Linked DNA regions of Mus musculus: all the other regions are linked to region 3. A link is a contact called in public promoter capture Hi-C data. All regions are on one chromosome and are shown on one strand. The core of a region is the stretch at or near the end of the contact, and the rest is flanking DNA. Distances in the headings are between cores, read along the strand shown.

Region 1 (3,430 bases), core at 152-2,651, 680 kb after region 3:
TAAACATTAAAATATTTAAAATAATTTATTATATTTAAAATAAGAAACACAAACTTTAAATTTATACTTGTTGAAAAATCAACAAAAATGAGAATGATAAATGATAAAACAAATAGGAGGGGCCCAGACTGTGTTTTGATGGAGAGAAAATATTGGATGCTGATGAGGTGCTTCATAGGTAAAGGCACACATGCAAATAAATACATCTAAATAAAAGTAGGAAGTATACTAATATATACATTTAAAACACAAACTATCAGTTTAAAAAATATCTATCTATCTATCTATCTATCTATCTATCTATCTATCTGAGACAGGGTCTCACTATATAACTCTGGCTGTTCTGAAACTCACTAGATAGACCAGGCTTTTTATTGTTATATCTATTACTTATTTTTGTTTTGTTTTTTGAGACAGGGTTTCTCTGTGTAGCCTTATCTGTCCTGGAAGTCTCCCTGTAGACCAGGCTGGCCTTGAACTCACAAATAATCCACCTGCCTCTGTTTCCTGAGCGCTGGGATTAAAGACAAGATAAATGACAGGTAGAAGGGCTTGGGAACTTTTTGCCATGCAAGTACTTAAGTCGGAGCTCATTGGCTGGCCAGCTTTGTTGAACTGATGAGTTTAGGCTCTGTGGGAGACCCTGACTCAAAAAATAAAGGTAGAAAATGATTGAGAACTGACATACAGTGTTGACCTCTGACCTCTAAAAGCATGTACACACACGCACACACACACAAGTCCATATACCATAATCATATAACAAATACACACACACACACACACACACACACACACCCCTTCACATACATTTAAAATAGAAAGAGTGGTGACAGTCATTTTTCATAGATATAGTGCTAAAAGATTTTAAAAACCTCGTAGACTGAAAACTATTGATAGCACAAAATCAATTTTAAAGTTATAGGAGAAGAATGTAAACTTTTGAAATCTAAGGAAGAGATTTTCTAGAAAAATATAAAGGTTAAGAGCTAACTAGAAAAGCATTAGAGACATGACACTAACATCCACTGAAGAAACGGGTAAACATTGATGAGCTGAGGCAGGGGGATATGGGGGAGCCCCAGACAGCTTGGTAGGGTTTTTTCCTGCCAAGCTCACTCTGCTAGCCTGATCCCCACGTGAGCCTGGGGCTCCCTATTCTTAAAATGAGGCTCTCAAACTGGCTCCTTAAACTCAGGACCCTTGAGCCTTAGATCCAAGGAGTGTCCTCAGGACCAGCTCCAGTGCCAGTGGCAGGGGGTGGGATCAGGATGACCTCAGGCAAGAGCAACAGCAGGAGCCTGCCTCTTATTTATTAGCAACAACAAGGTCTCAGGCTGAAGGTCGGGGACAGGAAATGACTTGCTTAGCTTGTCCCTTGTAACCATGAGACGAAACCAAACAAAGCACAGTGAAGCACCCACTCCTTTTGGGTCACTGTCAGCAGCTGAGTGAGTACTGTTTGGAAGGGAGAGGTCCCCACCTCACCAGACAGACAGACAGACAGACAGACACACACACACACACACACACACACCAGGCAGACACACACACCAGGCAGACACACACACACACACACACACACACACACACACACACAGCAGTGAGCAGTCTGAGATGATGCAGTTATCATTCTTTGCTTCCTACAGGTCATACAGCAGTACTTCCTGGATGTTAACAAGCCAAGGCCCAACACTGAATCCAAAGGGCTTCCCAGAGAGCATGGGCAGAACTGTAACTTCATAGTTTACCTCAGGGGTCTGGGATGGGTGGGTGGGGTAGTGATGAGGGACTCAGGCCCAGGATGGCCTACCTTCTCAACAGCCACAGTGGCCTAGGCTCCTGGGATTTACTGAAGGCTTCAGGGAGAACCCTGGACATATCTTCCTCACCAGCGACCCTTGACTATTTAGGATAACACAGGACAACTTGAGGACTCAACTGAGAGCTGGAAATCTCACACAGAGATAAAGCCAGCTGGTGTCCAGGGCTTCCAGGCCTGCTGGAGATTTTGTCCCTGAATTTCTCCAGGGGATTTTAGAGACTTCTGTTCTTCCATAGAAGTCTACAGTTCCTTCCTTCCATGTGGTTATCTCTGGGACAAGAATCCTGACCACCACCAGGAAGATGTTTGCTGAGTCTTACCTAAATCCCAGATGAGGGACAGCACAGAGAAGGGTCAGGATATAGGGAGGCAGGGCTAACCTCTAGGACTGGCAGCTGTCTTCTGAGTTAAAAGACCTTCTCCTGGTGTTTTCCTTTCTAAATTTATGTTCTCAGATAGATTGTGTGTGTGCGCATGCACGCACTTTTTAGGTGTGTATACATGCAGGTGTGTGTGCGCGCACTCACTGGGAGCTCATCTTTAGAGGTCAAATGTTGACACTTGGTGTCTTCTGCAATCACTCTCCACCTTATTTCTTAAGACAATGTCACTAAACCTAAGGCTCACCAACTTGGCTAGGTTCCCTGGCCTGTGAGCTCCAGGGCAGGGCCGTCTGTGCCTCTCCAATGACTGAGACTATAGGTCCACACTGCCATACCTGCTTTTTATATGTGTGCCGGGGATCTGAACTTGAGCCCTTTGCCAAACTGAGTCATTTCTCCAGCCCTTGTTTTTAGATAGATTTTTATATTTTAGAGCATTCTTAGGTTTGCAGAAAGACAACAGACAGTACAGAGTCCCAATTGTTCATAGTTTCTGGTCTCCCCTCCCCCAAATGCATAGCCTCCCTACTGTGGATGCTCTGCTGTAAAGAATGACCAGTGATCTAAGAGCCTCTCACCCTTCCTTTCTGTTGACCCTTTGTCGGCCAGTGATGTTCTCATTGGTCCTGCAGTGTCCCTCTATGTGCTACTGAACTGGCATGACTCAGTGCAGTGGTCTCTTTCACTTTACAGTGTGCACACTCTCCCCTAACCTTTCAAGGCCTCCTAGTGCGTCTCATCACAGTATTAATGTATTCCACTGTCTGGGTACCAGTCTTCACCCATTCATTCAGGGAAGGGCAGTTTGATTGCTTCCATGTTTGAGCAATTAGGAGTAAAACTGAAGCTGTAAACACTAGGCTAGTGTGCAGACGCAAATCTTTCAAGTCCTCTGGATAAATACCAACGTGCACCATTGCTGGATCCGCTGGGGCAGGGTTGGCTTTGGACCGTGGCTCCTCTTTGCAAAGCTTCACATTGTCAGGGTTTAGACGCAGTAAACGCTGCCCCATTGAAAGCGAGGAGCTGGGAGAATCTGAGTGAATGCTTACAGGCATGCTCACATTTAGACCATTTCCCCTGCTCCGAAATGTAAATGTTTCCTCCTGGCTGCTGGCAGTTGGTTCTCTCCCCCACGCCTTAGCCCCCCCAACCCCTCCAACTGCTTTCTGCCCACACCACATTCTTACCCTTTCCAGATTTCCACACAAATGGGATCTTG
Region 2 (3,529 bases), core at 461-2,960, 820 kb after region 3:
GCGGTTAAGAGCACCAACTGCTCTTCCAAAGGTCCTGAGTTCAAATCTCAGCAACCACATGGTGGCTCACAACCATCTGTAATGAGATCTGATGCCCTCTTCTGGAGTGTCTGAAGATAGCTACAGTGTACTTACATATAGTAAATAAATAAATCTTTAAAAAAAAATAAATAAAAGGTTCCTAGAAAATACAAGGGATTTCATTTATTCTTGGTACATGACATACCACCATAAAACTTAATACCTGAAGATATGTTATATTCTCACAGATTGTGTGGGTTAGAAATTTATAGAGTACAGCACAGGCAGTTTTGGAACAATCCAAAGTAGAGTTAGCTAAGAAAAACTCAACAGCTGGCTTTGACTTGTTCACTGGGACAGGGGTCATCTGGAAGTACCTTTATTGATAAGCTTAACAATGAATGCTCTAAAACAAAAATAGGTTGAACACATAATCTTATATTTAATTCATATTTAATCTTTTCACATGGCCAATTTTAATAGGTTCTTGCAGTGCATGTAGGCTGCCTCCTGAGGTTGAGAACAAAGTTGCCTCACCTCTTAGGACCTCACCTCACTAGTCACATAGCATTAGCTCACAACACACTGATAAGCATATTGACCCTTTATGACACAGGCATACAATACAACGTTTCAGAAAAAGTGACCTGATATTTTGCCCATGATGATCTTAAAAGTCTCTCCTACTAACATTCCAACTTCTTCATCAAAGTAGTTTAGAAAAATGTTGAAGGCACCTGGAATGTAATAGTTTCCCAAAGTAAGAAAGAGCTTGATTAAAATATTCTTCTAAGAAGACAGCAAAGCCCAGAAAAATGTAAGAGCACACTAAAGGTCAGAAGCTACCATAAATATTATATAAGAAACAAGAGCAAGGAATTTAAAAGTAATAATTGAAAGAACAAAACTTATGGGGTGGATTATCAGCAGAGTAGTATCAACAAAGAACGAGATGAGAGAACGTGGATAGATCCACAAAATTTACAAACCTGAATTGGTGGGAAACAGTCTAAAAACTCAGCAGTAGCCCCGGGACTTGTACTACAATGACAAATGACCTAAAATTCATGCAACTAGAGTTTCAGAGAAGGCAATGTGGGGCTAAAACACACGTTTTAAGAAAGAGTATCTGGAAACTTCTCAAAATTGGGAAGGGCATAAATCTACAGATTCAAGAAGCTGAGCTTCTCAAGCTGGGGAAATGTATACTATACTATTAGAAGCCATGCATTTTGTAAAACTAAAATAAAAAAAAAAGTTAAAAGCAGTGAAACAACACATCATATGCAAGGGTAAAGGTAATTTTAATGTCAGCAGATTTCTCAGGAGAATCCACGAGGGACAGTGTCGACCACAGATGCCTGGGGAGCCCCAGCGCAGACTTGGATTTATTTCTAGAAGGCTGGCTGCCAGCGCATTGGCTTATCCTTACCCAGGGAGCCTCTGGCGACCTGGCCACAGGTCGGGCGAGTGTAGTGCCATCGCGTACCGCACGGCCTAGCGGCTGTGCACGCGGGGTGATGGCAGCTCAGTTATCCTAGCACCACCCCATGCGCAGCCCACGTGCCCTTCCTCAGACAAACCACACAGTACTGGCAGCATCACCTCACCTGCCCACTCACAAGGTATTGGGGTCGTCCGCCGACGTCTCGGCAAAGCCTCACCAGACCCGGAAGTTCCGCCTGTACTGACGTCACAGCGCCGCGCCGCGCCGGTCCCGGAAGTCGGGACCCGTAGAACGCTTTGCAAGGATCTCCCGTGTGAGAGTTTGGGTGGCAGCTTGATGGGTAGGTGGTTTATAGTCAGCGAGATTGCTGGGAGCAGCACATAGAGCGTTTCTAGCATACCACCTGAATTTTACCCGCTCTCTGTTCTTTGTCGTTTTGGTAAACGAGTTTTTCCTCTCTTTGGAGGTTCTTTCATTCCCCCCCCCCCCCCCATCTGCCCACTTTTCCTTTCTTCCACCACCAGTTGCTTTTCATTCCTGACTCATGATCACAGGAAAGTTGACTCTCAGCTGACCTTAGTGCTAGTATTCAACTTCATATAGTATTCAGTTTCATATTCAGGATAATGCGACCTTCCAGAGCTATTTCCAGCTTACTACAAACTTCAAGATAGTATCCTCAACACTTGGTACAATTGTAGGCAATCAGTGTATTTCTGTCCCCCAAAATACTGTCGCCAATATGGCAGTATTATAGCCAGAAGAAGCATGGAACTTAGAAAGAAAGAAAAAAAAAACCCATAGTAATTATCACACATGGAAAAGCTTTGCGCTTGTATCCAGCACCTCGGTGATAGTACCAACATCACTTATATTTTAACTTAAAAATCTTTTTGTATATTAGTAGCCTGGAGCCTATGGACGCTGGAAGAGGGCACTGGGTTCCCTGGGACCTGAACCACATAAGCCTATGGGTCACCATGTGGGTGCTGAGAATCAATCCTAAATCCTGTGGAAAAGGAGTTAGTGCTCATAACTACTGAACCAACATCCAACTAGCTGTGGAATGTAAACCGATAAATATCTTCATAACCCTTTTTTATCACTTCTACTTTCCACATCCAATAGGTAACATTTAATGAATATAGAAAAAGATATTCATTGTGTTAAGAGTTTTTCATGAACTAATTTTTAAACCCTTAGCATTTCAGTGTGGTCAGTATTAACAAGTGATCACTAGAGTTTGGAGATATAAATACATAAAAGTAAATGATTATGTTACGGTGACCATAGGATATGTACCAAGTGGTGTCAGTTTTATGTGTGTAAATTTCCTGCCAGTAATGCTGTTAAAGGACTACTGACATATCAAGGGCGTCTTTCTGGGTATCTGTTCCATCCTTCTTTCATCCATAGACTACATGACAGAATGCATTGGTGCAGGATTTCTTTTAATTCTTGGATATGCATCTACGATGTAGCATCTAGGTGATTTATGTTTCTGATTTCACTGAACCTGTGCCAGAAATAACTGAAGCAATTCAGACTTTATAGTTGGCCAGAGATTATTTCTGTTAACTGCAGTGTAAAATGAGGTGCGAAGAAACTGACTTTCCCACAGTTAGTTAGGAGAGCTAGGCTCAGGTTACTTGCAGCAGTTTCTGTATTCTTCATGTTTTCTCTGGGCCATCTACTTTTGGAATATACATGTTCTTACTAAGTTGTCATATTTTTGCACACAATGTTCACTTTGCTACATGGCAGACTATGACTGTTGTAGCTTATATAAGTAGCTGAATAGGATGCTCTCTGGAGGCAGAGGCTGGAAGATTTCTGCATTCAAAGTCAGCCAGGTCTACAGAGTGAGTTCTAAGGCAGCCAAGCTTAGGCAGTGAAGGAAACCATTAACGACAGAAATCTGGTGAAGATGGCTTTGAATAAGGGGCCTGGGAAGTGGAATATAGTTTGAAAGAAAATGGCTCCTATAGGTTCATAGGGAATGACAACATCAGGAAGTGTGGCCTTTTCAGAGTAGGTAGGGTTTAGTTGGAGGAAGTTCAT
Region 3 (3,375 bases), core at 327-2,826:
GAGAGAGAGAGAGAGAAATTCCCAGTTTCTCTGTTTCTCTGTGTTCACTCCACACATTACATAAGCGCAACAAAGGCAAATCTTGAAGTAACTAATGCTACATGTGCAGGCATTAGCACAGAAGATAGCCAGGCTGTGAATATCACAAAGAGTAAAAGACTTCACTCTATTACAGTGGAATTGTGAACCTGCAGAGTTGGATCGATTCTCCCGGTTTAACGACCAATTCACAACCAATACAGAGACATTGGGACAAACAATACGGAGGGGCTAAGAGTAAGACTCCCTGATAAGCAGATGTATCAAGAGAGGAGCTGAGACTAGATAATAAATATAGTGAACTGCCAACCTGACCTGCTTCTTCCTGACCCGGCTGACCGGAAACAAAAACCCGGCAGCCTAAAAAGGCTTTTCTACTTTTTTTTCACCAATAGAGCCCCCCACCCCACCCCACCCCCGCTGATGGCTCTGCTATGCTACTACTACACAAGTTCAAAGCTGGATCGGACATGCTTAGGGCTCTGTGCTCAAACTGACCAACCCTCAGTTCCTTAAACCCTCAAAGGAGTGGATCTGCGGGTTCCTGAAATCCTCTTCCGCTTTGCCGAGGGTTTTATCTGTTTGCCCACTCAAGTTTTCTCACCCCTAGGAAACCTTTCCTCATTAGCGGATTCTCTCATAAGCTGTACTTAGTCGTGGCACCCTCCTCCTCCTCCACCACCTCCTCCTCCTCCGCTGCTACCTGCCTGGCTTGAGAGTTTTACTGCCTTTTAATTCCTTAACTGGCAGAAAACAGAATGCAACCAAGACCCCTAAATGTCAAAATTTTTATAATTATCAGATTTTGGCTCGACATACAACCCCGTTTTCTAAAGACTCAAAGCGTAGTGGGAATAGAGGGGTCAGAGTGCACATCTTGATAAGCTGCTCGAACTCAAATATCAAAGTAACAAAGAACTGTACTGGGCAATAAACGTTTCATCGCTGGCTTGATATTCTACAGAAAGGACTCTTGTGATGTTCTAGCGGTGTCACATTAACAACCCTTAACTTCAGGAGTGTGCTGTGACGTCGTGGTAAACACTAACGGGACAGCTGGGTGCAGCGACTGTGCTTAGCTTAAGCGGGTGCTGAACCGGAACCTTCGCGTCCGGAACACAAAGGCGTCGCTGTGGTTCCGAGGACGACCACCTTCCCTGCCCAGAACAGCGGCTTCCTGCCGCCTGGGCCTCTGCGGAGACCAAGGCGTCCCCTCCCCGAAGGACAGGGCTCGGAGGGGATCTTTTCTGGGGAAACCAAGCGGCAGCCCAGGACTCCGCGGTCCGCGCGTGGCTCGGGGACCACCCACGCGCCCAGCCCGCTCTCGCGATAGTTACCTCCCGTGACGCGCGCACTGGCCAATGAAGGCGGAGTACAGCTCCCGGGCCTCGGCAAACTCGCCCCTGGAGAAGCGAGCCTGCGCCGTGGCCAGGGCGGCCGAGCTCTCTCCGCCCTCTCGGCCTGGCCGCAAGGCCATGACCGCCTCACCCGGGTGGAAGCGGAACCACAGCTACCGCTCACGGGACTTCGTTGGCTAAAGGAAAAGGACGTTTGTCCTGTTTGAAGACCCGTAGTATCGCGAGACAACTGGTAGCGCCTGACGCCGTTCGCGGGAAATTAAGAGAATTTAAATCTTTGTGACATGTGTATACATAATTAGATTAGATTAGATTAGATTAGATTAGATTAGATTAGATTAGATTAGATTAGATTAGATTAGATTAGATTAGATTAGATTAGATTAGATTAGATTAGATGGATGATAGATAGACAGACAGACAGTGCCCATGGCCGGGCGGTGGTGGTGCGCATATATCCAGGCAGAATGCTGTATACATAGTAAATAAAGAAGTCTTTAAAAAATTTTTTTTTAGAAAATAATTATAGAAGCAGACAGTAGAGGGCAACATAATATTGCTGTTTTCATTTTAGATACCCAAAATAAGCGTCTAGAGCTATGGCAACAGAGTTAATATTCTGTTACTTTGAAACAAATTTGTCCATGTTTCTGAGTGTGAACTTTCTGTAGTCTCTATGGTAACAATTCTCTGCCACTTCAGTCACTGTATATTTTCCTAAAAAGACTTAGCTTTTTCTCCCATGTGATATATATTCTGTGTATGTCTCTGTGTGTGTCCGAGGATGTGTCTGTGGATGTGAAGACAATGCAAATGCCACATTTCCCTACATTATAGTGGAAGGAAACATGGGATAAACGTCCTTTTTTCCCTTCAGAATTTGTTTTCATGTTTATTTCAAATAATGTCTCAGAAAAACTTTTGATCTGAGCTCTGAGAATAAAGAAAAGTGATTTGTTTTGTTTTTTCGAGACACGGTTTCTCTGTGTAGCCCTGGCTGTCCTGGAACCCACTCTGTAGACTAGGCTGGCCTCGAACTCAGAAATCTCCCTGCCTCTGCCTCCCAAGTGCTGGGATTAAAAGCATGTGCCACCACTGCCCGGTCAGAAAAGTGATCTTAAAGTACATTTCAGCAAAATATAATGAGCTGTGTATGGCAGATGAGAGAGGTCGGCAGTGCCTGTGCAGGTACACTGCTTACCAGAATGCTGGGACCGGCCACATTAGTGCATGCTGTGGCTGCTGGGGTCACATTTAGGCCACTAGAGTACTCTGAACCATGGCATAGCTCGGGATAAGCTTGATGATAACTACAGCATTACTCAAAATCAGTTAATTCATGTTTATTACAAAGAAAAGAGACCAAATGCTTCCTCTTGAATGAGGCTTGTAGTCTTTAAAACTTCAAATAATAAAAAGTCTTAAAATGCCATTTCCTCATTTATGAACATACAGAAATTTAACCTTAAGTAGAAACAGAGCTCATGTCCTAAGCCGCTGCTGAGCCTCCCTGAACCCAGGTCATGTCTGTTCTCTGCTTCAAGGCAGCCCCTCCTACCCTCTGCCATCCCCAGCTACCTCCCAAGGGGTCTCTAACCAACTGGTAACCTTGGCAAGAGAGAACTAGTTCTGTGGTAATTTGCCACAAACTATAAGTTATATAAATGGTAAATGAACAGACAGGAACTACAAAAAAATTAGTTCACACCTGTAAATCTTATGTGAAAAGAATCAAACTGTCTCTTGGTTGCACTGTGATGTATGGATTATCTTTTTTTTCCAGTACTGACAGTGGACCCAGGACCTGCGCAGGCTTGGAACGCATGCTACCACTGAGCACATGCCAGCCCTCCCTTTACTTTTATTTTCTTTTGTAATATATATTTTATACAAAAATACAACTAGCAGATGATGAGGTGATTTTCCTATGAATCCTTAGGAAATCAAGCTCTACGACACAGTCGGGTGCAGAGAAGCG

Evidence for each region. Promoter capture Hi-C pulls out the DNA fragments that hold promoters and counts their contacts.
Region 1: a promoter capture Hi-C map of the HPC-7 cell line shows a contact between it and region 3, with 5 times the contacts expected there. The contact joins the enhancer-like site here to the promoter of Ttc32 in region 3. A contact is called at or near these places in 4 of 39 promoter capture datasets (the 3T3-L1 cell line, the C10 cell line, the HPC-7 cell line and 1 more), 2 of 484 Hi-C or Micro-C datasets (the C10 cell line and CD4 T cells) and 2 of 115 datasets of contacts at active chromatin or transcription factors (T-cell acute lymphoblastic leukemia and pancreatic cancer cells).
Region 2: a promoter capture Hi-C map of pre-B cells shows a contact between it and region 3, with 4 times the contacts expected there. The contact joins the promoter of Ldah here to the promoter of Ttc32 in region 3. A contact is called at or near these places in 7 of 39 promoter capture datasets (the C10 cell line, the HPC-7 cell line, HPC-7-derived erythroid cells and 4 more), 9 of 484 Hi-C or Micro-C datasets (CD4 T cells, CD8 T cells, the HPC-7 cell line and 5 more), 5 of 115 datasets of contacts at active chromatin or transcription factors (bone marrow-derived macrophages, cardiomyocytes, double positive thymocytes and 1 more) and 2 of 9 other capture datasets (adipose tissue and liver).

The regions. Positions count from the first base shown.
Region 1 is chr12:8,349,397-8,352,826 of GRCm38.p6, reverse strand. No RefSeq gene overlaps it. Among named protein-coding and RNA genes, the nearest start is that of Gm33134, 13 kb to the left of the region's middle. Within about 2 kb of position 1,401, at least 150 of the 459 cell types and tissues checked have an H3K27ac peak or open chromatin away from gene starts, as enhancers often do. A contact at or near this core is called in the HPC-7 cell line and pancreatic cancer cells, where this site is marked.
Region 2 is chr12:8,206,307-8,209,835 of GRCm38.p6, reverse strand. Ldah (lipid droplet associated hydrolase) reads right to left here and starts at 1,710. Exons shown (of 7, transcript NM_001364261.1): 1 at 1,632-1,710. It overlaps Gm33037 (a long non-coding RNA gene), which reads left to right and starts at 1,703. Exons shown (of 4, transcript XR_381233.4): 1 at 1,703-1,808.
Region 3 is chr12:9,028,198-9,031,572 of GRCm38.p6, reverse strand. It overlaps Ttc32 (tetratricopeptide repeat domain 32), which reads right to left and starts at 1,576. Exons shown (of 3, transcript NM_029321.2): 1 at 1,377-1,576. The coding sequence starts at 1,516. It overlaps Wdr35 (WD repeat domain 35), which reads right to left. Exons shown (of 27, transcript NM_001159527.1): 27 at 2,726-3,375.